Linked DNA regions of Mus musculus: region 2 is linked to region 1. The links are chromatin contacts, called in public promoter capture Hi-C maps. All regions are on one chromosome and are shown on one strand. Each heading gives the region's core, a stretch centred on a gene start, on an enhancer-like site or on the middle of the called end of the contact. The rest is flanking DNA. Distances are from core to core; before and after follow the strand shown. Region 1 holds the start of Sparc (secreted acidic cysteine rich glycoprotein). Region 2 holds the start of Tnip1 (TNFAIP3 interacting protein 1).

Region 1 (6,048 bases), core at 1,558-4,057:
AAGGGTCATCAGAAAATCTATGTAAAACAACTTGGTTCATTGCTTGGTCCAAAGCATGTGTTTAAGAAATGCTATTCAACTGCTTCTTCCAGTTCTCCAATGAAAAATATATGTAGCTGAGACAGGGCTAGGAATGAGCACAGATTTACTTTGTAGATTAAAGGGTTTCGAGGTGTTCTAGTGTTGTTGGAGACTTAGTGGCAGATAGGGAGCTCAACCAGGCTTCCTTTGCCTCTTCCTTCCCTCCCTGGGAAGCCCCGAGTGAGGCAGGAGGCCCAGCCCTCTCTTCTGTCCCCTGTCATGATCAGGGTCAGTCTTTCTGCAGGACTTCTGCGCCTTGGCATGCTTTAATTCTAAATTCAAATCCTCTGGGGACTTCAATCATTCTCTTTTTTTCCTCTTATTTGTTTGTGTGTTTGTGGCAGGGGGTGGAGTGAGAACACCACAGTGGGTAAACCGGGGGAGGGGGGGGAGGAGAAAAAGAACAGCTTGCAGCAGCTGTAGGGTCTTCCCTTCCTCTGTGTGGGCTTCGGATTAGGACTCAGCTTCTCATGCTTGGTGACAAGCATCTTTACCTGCTGAGCCACCTGGCTGGCCGGTGAGATTCTGGATCTCTGTCCTCCCAGGAACCGTCAGTAGCATTCCCACAAACTGCATCCCCAGCCCCAAACAGGTTTCCAACTCTTGCACTCCAAGTGAACTTGTTCTATCTTTGGTCTAACTTTGGTATGACCCAAAGTCTGTACTAGGTATAGTTCTTTTTGCTTAGTTTGAAGCACGAGGCTTCAGTTAATTTAAGTCTCCTCAATGCCCAGAGCTGCAGTAAGCAATCCTGTGGAAATAGACATCGGTCCTATGGGCAGAGCAGATGCTTAGGGAGTCTATTGGAACCCCAAATTTGGTGGCCTAAAGCTCCCAGTTGTTGGATCAAGGAGAAGACTCAGGAGTCTTATGTAGGTGCAAAAGTCTCCTTAGGATTCTTCACAGGCCCTTTGGAGAGAGAACCTGAAGGAAGCCATAACTCTTCTCTGCAGAAAAATGTGCGGGTACTCAGGAGGTCTGAGGGTCTCTGTCCCAGACTGGAACCCTAAGAAAAGAGTCCCTTCTGTTTTCTTCAGGCGGGATAGTGGAAGGCCACTCACTGATTACAAACAAAGCAAAACTAACTAAAAACCTTTCGGACAGATGCATGAAAGCCCCCATTTTCCTGGGCTGCTTGTCAAGGGAAGGCAGCAGATGGTGCTATACGGTATGGGAGGGAGGGAGATGATGTTGAGGTGTCTACTTCCTGTGAGAGAGGCAAGGAGACTTATATGTTGAGTGGACAAGGAGGGCTTATCTAAGGAGGTGACATTAGAATAGAGTTCTGAAGGATGAGAAAGGTCCAGGCTCAGGAAAGGTCCAGTCCAAACTGCTTTGGCTGGAGAGCAGGAGGAGTGTGGTAGATGAGGGCGTGGCAGGGAAGGCAGGGATCCTGGTGTGTATAAGCTTATCTCTAGACTGTTCTTTTACCTTCTCCAGTCCCCTGTTATCCAAACTCAATGGCTGCTTCGATATCTACGCTTTCAGGAAGTTTCTGCTGATCTGACCCCCTGGGAGAAGCCTTGGGGTCTGCATCACTGAGGAAGTGGTTCTGCACATGAGGTGCATCCCTTTAGCCACACCCCAAACTCCTGCCACCACGTCTATTCTGGTACCTCCCCAGGTAGGCAGGCCCAAAATGTTCAGTCAAGAGCTGCTGCATAGATGAGGAGTGTCCATGTTCCCCAAAGAAGAGTGGGGCTGAAATGTAGACTCAGCGTTCTCAGACCACTTTTGGTCAGGTGTTACTGGGTAAGCTGTTTGCCCTGCGTGAGCCTGTGCCCCTGTTATTAAAATGGCCTCTTGGGACCGGAGAGATGGCTCAGCGGGTAAGAGCACTGACTGCTCTTCCAGAGGTCCTGAGTTCAATTCCCAGCGACCACATGGTGGCACACAACCATCTGTAATGGGGTCCGATGTCCTCTTCTGGTGTGTCTGTCTGGGCTGCAAATGCAGCTTCATTGGTAGCATGCTTGCTTAACAATCATTAACACCCCCCCCTGCCCCCCCCCCGGCCCCGAGGTCAATCCTCAGCACTAAATAAAATAGTCATGGTAGGTAGCACACACATGTAATCCTAGCACCCTGGAAGTAGATAGAAGTAGGAAGATCAATAGTTCAAGGTCATCCTCAGCTACATAGTGAGTGGTCAGCCCAGGCTACGTGCGACCTCTTCCAAAACCAAACAACACCTAAATGAAAGGCCTGTGGCTTCCCCACCAACCCTGCTATTGCTTCTGATCTGACTATCAGTATTATTGCTCTGAGTTTGTCAGGTACTGACAGCGCAAGTCTTCCAGCTTAGTTCTAATCCTTCACGTACCCGTGGTTGGTGCCACTAGACCTAGAGGGGACTTCGCCTCGTTATCAAGGATGATGCCACCAGTATCACCAGTGGCAGCTTGTTTTGTTGGCACTGAGAAAACTGGGTACTTTTGCTCCCCCACTGCCATGCCAGCGTGCACTCTCTGCCTTGCTGTACATTGCTAAGCCCAAGAGAGTGCTCAGGCAAGTTCACTCGCTGGCTGTGTGTAAAGTAGGACAAGGGGCTTAGCCGTGCCTCTGTGACTCTCTCTCTCTCTCTCTTCTCTCGGTTAATGTCTAGGACTCTTCAGTCAGCAGCCTCGGCTCTGAACAAGGCCTGGCCTGTTCTAGGTGATTCCAGCAGCTGTTCCAGCCCTGACCCTCATGTCTGTTTAGGCAGGAGCCCCAGAACAGATGAGACAGGTGGGGCCAGGGTGTCTGGGTAGCACACAGCCTACCACAAGGCAAGGAAGGGAGAAAGAAAAGACAGCTTTGGTTCTGGGGAGAAGGGGGAGGCAGGCCAGGGGAAGGAGGAGACAGAGGAGGAGGAGGGCCTTTGAGTGGAGGCGGAGGGTGAGACAGACCCTGCCCAGAGCTCCAAGAGGCTTCCTGCTGCTCGCCTCTAAACCCCTCCACATTCCTGCAGCCCTTCAGACCGCCAGAACTCTTCTGCCGCCTGCCTGCCTGCCTGCCTGCCTGCCTGCCTGTGCCGAGGTATGCACCTCCCTGTCAGCCCCTGCCCTTCTGTAAGCTTCATCATCTCCTCTCTGCCCCATCCCCATGACCAGTCTCAGGGGGAGGTGAGCTGGAAACCTGTTGCTCACTCACAGGGGAACTTGTTGTCTCTGTAGCACTGCAGAAAATAGCCATGGTTTGCGGGGACCGCTTTCTCTGTGTTCTCTGGTGGCAGAGGCTACTGGTCTGTCCTCTGTCACCCTCGGAGGCAGCTGCCTCCTTTTCTGAGAATCCGATCCTCATTTGCCCATCATGACTGCCAACCCAGAGAAAATCTGGCTGGCAGCCTGTTGGGTCTGGCTTCCTATTCTGGGAGAACAGACATCCAGTTCTGGGTCAGAGCACTGTTGTCCAAATGGGACTTTGCAAGAAGGATAAACAGATCTGTAAACAGCCAAGGCAAGACATTCCCTTTAGTCAGTTCCTCTGGGAAGGCTCTGGTCCCTTCAATCTCTGTCCACCCCCACCCCATCACCCCGTGGCATTTCAGTCAGTCTGAAATGCCATTGTCTCTCCCAGCCTGGGGTTGCCATTGTTCCCAGCCTAATTCTGAGAGGTGGTCATCACTGGCATTAACATTGCTTCTACCGTATCTAGACATCTGAGAAAGCCAACAATTTGATACAATCCAGAGACGACAGGGAGGAGGGTGTGATGGGGAGGAGGGAGACAGAGAGATATAGCTCCAGGACACTTTTCTTGCTACTACTGAATCTATCCAAGACTCAGCCTGTTGAAAGCTTGTCTGCTCCAAGCTGTTCTGTAAACTTCCTGTGACTCCTAGAATGGCTGGAAATAAGCCTCACCTAAGGGGGACAAACAGGTATCAGGCATCTGCCTCAGGGACAGACAGCACACCTGCAGGGAGGGAGTGTCTCCACTGACAACTCTTTTAAGTTTCTAGAACCTTCCTAGTGTAGGGAGTGGAGTGAGATGCGGACCCTACATGAGGTAACAAGCTTTAGGCAATTTGTGGGCGATCTCACATAGCCATCTCCCCTGAGTGTAGCCTTCCTGTCCTAAGGAAGAGGGATAGCTTTTGGGGTACCCGAATTCCCCTAAGACTTCCCAAGCAGGGTCACTTAATTGAGCCTATAAAGTGGTCTACGAATAAGCAACTTCAAAGAGTCTCTGGAATTAGTGTGTGTATGTGAGTGCGCGTGCATGAGTGTTTCTGTTTGTGTTTAAGAGATGATGGGTGTCCACAGCTTTTAGGTTTAAGATATTCCCAAACAGATGCAGACCCCCAGAATGGTGTGACGGTGTAAGGTGTAATTCGGAAATAGAAACAAATTTGTATTTGCCAAGGATTAAACCTGAAAGAAGTGGTTGAGGGAAGAGTTAACTCTGGTTAACTTAGCCATCGGCTGCCACATCGACAGAGCGGCACTGAGGGAGGGGGAGGGGGTGGGGTGGCTCTGGGAGAAGGAGTCAGCTTTTGAAACTTTCTCCAAGCCCCACCCACCAAGAGGCTCTTCTCTCCCGTGACTCACTCCGAGAGGAATGCGAGTTGCCACGGCAACCTCCCCCACCCCCCCACCCTAGGGTCTCTGCGTACTGGCTGGGAGGGGACTCTGGGAACGCTCAGGGACCTTTAGGTTCCAGTCCCCCCAAACCGCTGCCACGGCTGCCGCCACCGCACCTCACCCCTGCCCCAGATACAAGGACCACAGCAAACTCTTGCCCTGTCCCCATTTCCCACGTCCCAGGGCCCCCAGGACTGTGATAAGCCTCGCTAGATCTGCCCTTTGCAGGACAGAGGGTTTGGATCTGTGCTTAGTGTCATTTGGCCTTGAACTAATCTGTCTTCCGGAACTCCGGTTTCCTCCCTATTTCGGGTAAAAGCAGCAGTCCCTCGGAGAAGGGGCAGGATGAAACGGGCTAAAGCATGCCCTGGGGGAGCACTTTGCAACCTCACTCCCTTCTAAAGAGACTAAGATTCTTAGCACAAAGGGGATTGTTCAAAGTCCTTTTTCTTCTGGCTGCTCCAACATTTGGGGTCCAGAGAACATCTTCTTAGTAAAAAGTGGTGACAGGAATATTTTTAAAAATACATTGCTTAAATTCATTTCAATTTGGGGGATCTTCTTGTCAGTTTCTCAAGAGTAATGCATCCTCCCCTAGAGAAAGACTGGTGATCAAGTGCTTGCTGCATCAGCCTGAGGACGCCAGGTTTTTTCCTTACCCCCCACCTGGGGAGCCAGGTGTGGTGACCCATGTCTCTAATCCCAGTGCTACCAGAAACAGGCCAGTCTGTAGAGCTCACTTGGCTGACTCATTAGCTTCGGGTTAGTAAGAGACCCTGTCTCAAAATATAAGGTAGTGGGGTTTAGTGGCACTCGCCTTTAATCTCAGCACTTAGGAGGGAGAGGCAGGCTGGTCTTTGGGAGGTAGAGACCAGCCTGGTCTATATAAGTGAATTCCAGACTACTGAGGGATTTGGAGAAAGATCTTGTCTCAGAAAAACAAAGAAAAGGTAAAGAACAACTGAAAAAGACATTGACTTCTGGCTTACACACATACACACACACACACACACACACACACACACACACACACACACCATATATACATCACACACAGACATGGAAGGAAGGAAGGAAGGAAGGAAGGAAGGAAGGAAGGAAGGAAGGAAGAGAGGGAGGGTATTGGTCAAAAGCATGGGTTACAGCTCAATGGTGACATTGGGAAAGACGCTAACCTGTCTTAGCCTCAGTTTCCCAATCTGTCAGGTGGGGATGATCTGAGCTAGATGTTCTCTGAATGAACCCAGTCCCAGTCACTGGTTTCCTTAGAAGGAGCAGCATCCTGCATGTTTAACAGCAGCCTCCTTTCTTGATTTAGGAGAGGAAATAGGAAGAAGGCTCGGGAGGCACTATCCTCAATCCAGCTGTGGGCTCTGCAGCCCAATGCACAGCTGGGCTTGCT
Region 2 (5,686 bases), core at 1,349-3,848, 460 kb after region 1:
ACCACCCAGCCCTGTTCTTGACAGTGCCCAGTGCCTTGAGGAAGAGAGTATGATGTGGGATTGAGCACTGGACTAAGAGTCTGGAAGGCCCCAAGTTACTCAGGGAGAAGTCACTTCCTCTGTCTGGCCTTCACTTCCTGCTGCAATGGAAGTGAAGTGATGCAATAGTCAGAGGCTCTCCCATCCTTCCCTGGGCAATCCCGACCTCAAGCGCACAGAAGCCACTGAGAAAAGAATTCAGCAAACTCTGCCCCAGCTCCCCTTCCGTGTGCCCGGCCTTCGCCATGGGCTGTGTGCAAGATGTGTGCCTATATCTTTAGTTCTCCCTTCTTCAAACTCCATGTCACACTTGGGACGAGTGGTTGCCAGTATTTTGTGCAGACACTTCTCAGTACAGAGTCTATTCCCTTTGTGGTGAACATCCTTTTTTGTGTTCTTCCTTGATTTTTTTCAGGTCTCAGCTGAGAAGTCACTTCCTGCAGGAAGGCTGCCCAGGCTCCCAAATCCCAACTAGACATCTGCCCTGGTACCTACAGCTCCCTGCAATATTTTTCCTGACAAAACACATCTTTTCCAGTGTTTGCTGTAACTATCTGATCATATGCCACAGCCTCCAGAACAGTGCCATCCAACAACACCCTCTGCAATGGTGCAGGGAATGGACAGACTTGTAGGCCCATGTGGTATTCAGAAACTGAAGACCAGACAGGAGAAATGACTTCTAAGTGAATTTAGTTAGGGGTTTCCTGACTCCCAGTCTAGCACTCTTTTCTACACCATACCATCTTCCTCATGGCACTGACCACTCTTCAAGGGCTCAAAGCCACATGCATAGTAGTACACACCTGTAACCTCAAGTCACATGTAGGAACAGCTGTCATCCTGGCTATACATCACAATGAAAGGTGCCTAATGCTATTAAGGAACTGAGTGTGTGTGTGTGTGTGTGTGTGTGTGTGTGTGTGTGTGTGTATGTGTGTGTGAGTGTGAGTGTGTAGGACATGTGCATATGTGTGTACATATACGTGAAGCCCAGCAGTGAACCTCAGGTGTTACTCCTTAGGTGACAACCATCTTGTTTTTTATGACAGGTTCTCTCACTGCCTCCGGCTCATCAGTTTAGCTAGACTGGCTGACCCACAGATCCCAGATATCCTGTCTCTGCCTCCCCAGCACTGGCCTGTGTGTATCTACACCAGACTTTTAAATTTGGGTGCTGGGGCTCAAAATCAGTGAGCACTTTACCCACTGAGCTATTTCCTCATTTCCTCAATTATTGCTTTTATTTAGGTTTAGTTAATTTACATTTGATCCACCATATGTGGATAATGGTCACTCAGTTGGATAGGACAGTCCTGAACTAGGGATAATCAAGAAAGCCTCTCTCACCCAGGTGGCCTCTTCCTATCTCCTCAGACATTTTTGTGGCAGGTAGTGAATGGCAGTGGGTAACTTTATATATGTAGTCAGTGGTTTACAAGGGGTGTCGACAAAGCATCTTTTGGCTTCTGGTACAGTTGCAGAAAGCAGACAGAGCAAGACTCAGTTTCCCACTTTGCAGTGGGTGTGACAGTGAGTGAGATGGGGGTCAGTGACACGTGCATGTGTGAGCAGTCATTTGTTGTGACAAAAGACTGACAAGCAGCATCTTAGAGGAGGGGTTTATGTTGGCTCCCAGTTTGAGGTGATACAGTCCACTCTGGTAGGAAGGCCTGGCAGTGTGGGAGTGGCTCTAAGCTGTGGTGGCAAGTGCATCCGGGGGCTCGCTCACATCTAGTGGATCAGGAAGAGCAGAGAAAGCAGAAAACAGTGCTTGAACAACCCTCTCCTGATCCCCACTTTTCATTCAGTCTGGAACCCCAGCCTCCCCGGACAGTGCTGTCCACATTCAAGGTGGGTCTTCCCTCTTTTGGAAAACCTCTCTGGAAAAGGCCTTACAGGCACACCCCAGGTGTATCTCCTCGAGACTTCTAAATCCAGTGAAGTTGATCATAGAGAATAACCATCACACAAAGCTCAGGAGGAAGTGGCATGCTCAGACTGCAGCTGGCAGGTTCAGAACGGGCCAAGGGTTTCCAAGTGTGGCTGGACATCCAAGTGAGACTCAGCAAGACTCAGCATCTGGGGAAGAATGAGAAACTTTTCCTCCTCTGGAGAGGATGCTTGGGAGCAGATGAGGCAGGAACAAGACAGGAGGACGTGAGCAGGATGCCTGGAGATTTCCCCAAGGCCACGCACACTGGAATCCCCCACTTTGAACAAAAGAGGAAACATATATCTCCAGGCCATCCCAGCAGGGCAGCCCAGGTGGCCTGTGTCCTTGTACCTGCCTTTGCTTGATTCCCAGCCCAGCTCAGGAGCCAGCAGGCTCTCAGCTCTTCTCCAGAGCCCCCTCCCCTTCCTGGAATCTACCACAAGTGACAGGCAGCCTGGGGAGCAACAGGTGGAGGCTGGCAAAGGGCCCTCTGCTCTGCCAGAGGCGGGATGGGGCCTCAGCTCGGCCTTGTGGGGCTGCCTGGTGGCTGGCTTCTCCATCATGGGGGAATTCCCCTCCTGCCTCAGAGTCAGCTCCGCCCAGCCCTCCTTCCTGCAGAAGCTCAGAAAGCCCAGCAACCTTCACAGGGACACAGGGAGGCATGGCCGCACTCACTGGGCACATCTTCAGATCACCTCGTGCATTCTCGGATGAGTGACCTGGGCTGAAGGTAGGTGTGACAAGGCAGATTCCAGGAGCGTCACACGGTAATGTCAAGGCCACCAGACCTTCCCAGCTGTGTGTCAGTAACTGCTTGGCCTCCTCTTCTCTGCCAGCTGGGGTCTTTTGCTCCCCAGCCTAGCTTGGTGGGCCCACCTAGGGCCTTGAATTCTGTGTCTCTGTTCTTCCCTGAGCCTCCTTTGCCCTCTGACCTCTGTCTCTCTCCCTCGTACTTGTTCTGACCAATCTTCTCTCCGAATGTCTGCAACTTTTCCAAAGGGAAGGAAAGAGAGACTTTCTCTTTTTCTGTACTATCCCTCTCTCTGAGGGGTGAAGGGGACTTTTCTCTTTCTTGTTCCCATATTTTCTTGTGTGTGAGAGGACATGTTTGCATTTGTGTCAGGCTCCCAGGAGCAGGTACATATATCGGTCCATGGGAGTGTTTATGTTTGTGGATGGTCTGGGTGTCTGTCTCTGTGTGAATGTGAATTTTGAGGGGGATGGTGTGGGATGAGCTGGGCAGTTTGGAAGTCTAAACCCAAACAAGGAAGGTTGGTGGAAACCCATCTTGCTCCCTGGGGGACACAATAGCTGTTGAGCCCCTCCTCAGCACTGGAATGAAGGAACCCCTCCCCTGTCTCCAGACTTCTTTGCTCTGAGGCCCACTGGCTCCTTCTGAGGGTGAACCTTTCACCGAGAACTTGAGGCCCTGGGAGTGGGGCCAAGGGCTGGCAGATGGTGGGGACTTCTTTTTTTGATAATAAGCAGTCCAGTTTTTCCGAAGCTGGTCAGAGGGCCAGCCTAGGGAAGTCCCTGGCTGGGGGAGGTAAGGGCCAGAGGCTGGGTCTGACTTTTGACAGTGACCTCTGGACTGCAGAATGAGGGAGGAATGTGGCGAGATTCTAGAAGACATGAGAAGGTATGGGGTAGATTGAGAGAGAAATGCTATTGGGGCCTGGTAGGGCTTCCCAGGATTGGGCAATGTTCTGGTCCTATGGGTCTGCCTCCCTTAGGGACTAATCTCTTCCCACTTCCAGGAAGATGATGAGGAGCAAGCTAGGATCCCAGTTTGGAGCCAGCTTGATACTCTGATTTGGAGTCAGGCGGGCCAGAGGGAGAGAAGCCAGAGAAGGAAAGACCCAGGACTCCTCGAGACCGTGGGAGGGGCCTGGCAGGGCCAGTGTATGAGGAGCTGGGAATTTCCCTGGTGTCATTGTCCTAGAAACCAGAGAATAACAGGCAGGTTAGGGACACAGGAGAAAGAGCCGGGGAGGAGAAAGAGGAGGACAAGGCTGGCGAGGAAGCCAGCAGCCGTGGCCAGAGGCCACCTCCTCAGACAGCTCTCAGTGAGATCCAGGCAAAGTGAGCCCCAGCAGTAGGCCTGAGATCCCCTGAGAGAGGAAGATCCACACTCCCTGCTGCCCCAGACCACAATGACCATGCTTCTTATCACTAGGGCCATTTCTCTCTGTGTGTGCCACAAACTGGCCCTGCTGTTGTCCCCATAGCCTTGCTTAGAAAGCTAGGTTACAGACCAGGAGTGAGTGTCAGGGTCAGAATCAAAGCCCAGACTTCAGGAGGTGGGAGGTGTCCTGGGAAGAGGGCAAGTTGTGAATGCAAATGCTTTCCTTCCTCTTGAGAGGATGACTGGGGGATGCAGAGATGGCTCAGGGGCTAAAGGAGCTTGTTGCTAAGTCTGACAACCCGAGTTTAATCCCTGGGACTCATGTAGTAAGAGAGACAGGACTCCTACATACAGTCCTCTGAGCTCCATTACATGTGCTGTGACATGTGCTAGGGAGACATACACACATGATACACACTTGTAATAAATAAATAAATAAATAAAAATAAATGTAAAAGATGATGCATGAACACAGAAAAAAACTGTGGCCTTCATAGCCTAGGAAGGTAGGTAGAATTAAAAATGCCTTTTTAGGCTGAGGGGAGCTGAAACTACAGACTCAGTTAATTTAGTGCCATTGTTGATGTTGTTGTTGTTTGTGTATGATTTGATGAGAAGGGGTTGCTTTGAGACAGAGTCTCATGTAGTCCAGGCTGGCTCTGGATTCTTGGTCTTGATGCTTCTGCCTCTGTAGAACTAAGATTGGGGCAGTCATCCAGTTGACATGCCATTTTTTCCTTTTCTTTCTTCTTTCTTCTGGCTGGGTCTCATGTATCCCAGGCTAGCCCCAAATCCCCTATGGAACTGAGCCTGACCTTGAGTTTCTGATCCTCTAGCCTCCACCCCTTGACTGTGGGGATTACAAATGTGTGCCATCACAGGCGGTTCTCTGAGGTACTAGGGATGGAATCCGGGTCTTGAGTAGGGTGGGCCAGCACCGTCTGTAATCGTCACCAGCACTCAAATCCCATTTCAGTCAGGGTCACATGTTTGTCATTCCTTATCTCTGTTAACCATCACCCAAATCTCCCTTTCTGATAATCACACACCCAAGAGCAGAAAGTACCTAGAATCCACACAGGGTTTTGTGTTCCGAGGTTGCCTCGGGCTGAGAGTCCAGGAAGAGATCCAGGATTGCTAAATGCTCCCACCCCCACCTCTCAGGTCCACTCTCCCCCAGCCCAGGCTCCTTATCTTCCACTCTAAGACAATAAGGCTCATACTTCTTTGATTCAAAATTCTATTTCCAGCCTGGGAATGAACCTTAGCTCAGTAGGCAGAGGGTAGCCTATCACACACAAAGCTAAGTCCCCAGGAGAGTTGAAAGGAGATGTGGGGCTACATCCCAGAACTCAGGACAGGGAGTCGTGAAAACCAGAAGTTGAATGTCTTCCTCACTAGAGAGTGATTTTGAGGCCAACCTGGGCTACATGAAACCCTGGCTCAAAAAAGTAAAGAAGGGGTGATAGAATAGCTCAGTCAGTAAAGTGGAGGACTTGAGTTTGACCTCCAGAGCCCACATAAGAAAAAGCCGATTGCAGTGATCCACACTTTAGTCCCACCCAGCACATGGGTGGAGGATTAGG

Evidence for each region. Promoter capture Hi-C pulls out the DNA fragments that hold promoters and counts their contacts.
Region 2: a promoter capture Hi-C map of stem cell-derived epiblast-like cells shows a contact between it and region 1, with 3 times the contacts expected there. The contact joins the promoter of Tnip1 here to the promoter of Sparc in region 1. A contact is called at or near these places in 5 of 39 promoter capture datasets (the 3T3-L1 cell line, embryonic stem cells, hippocampal neurons and 1 more) and 8 of 115 datasets of contacts at active chromatin or transcription factors (embryonic stem cells, epiblast stem cells, extraembryonic endoderm stem cells and 3 more).

Annotation. Positions count from the first base shown.
Region 1 is chr11:55,416,839-55,422,886 of GRCm38.p6, reverse strand. Sparc (secreted acidic cysteine rich glycoprotein) reads left to right here and starts at 2,807. Exons shown (of 10, transcript NM_009242.5): 1 at 2,807-3,099.
Region 2 is chr11:54,959,852-54,965,537 of GRCm38.p6, reverse strand. Tnip1 (TNFAIP3 interacting protein 1) reads left to right here and starts at 2,598. Exons shown (of 19, transcript NM_001199275.2): 1 at 2,598-2,705.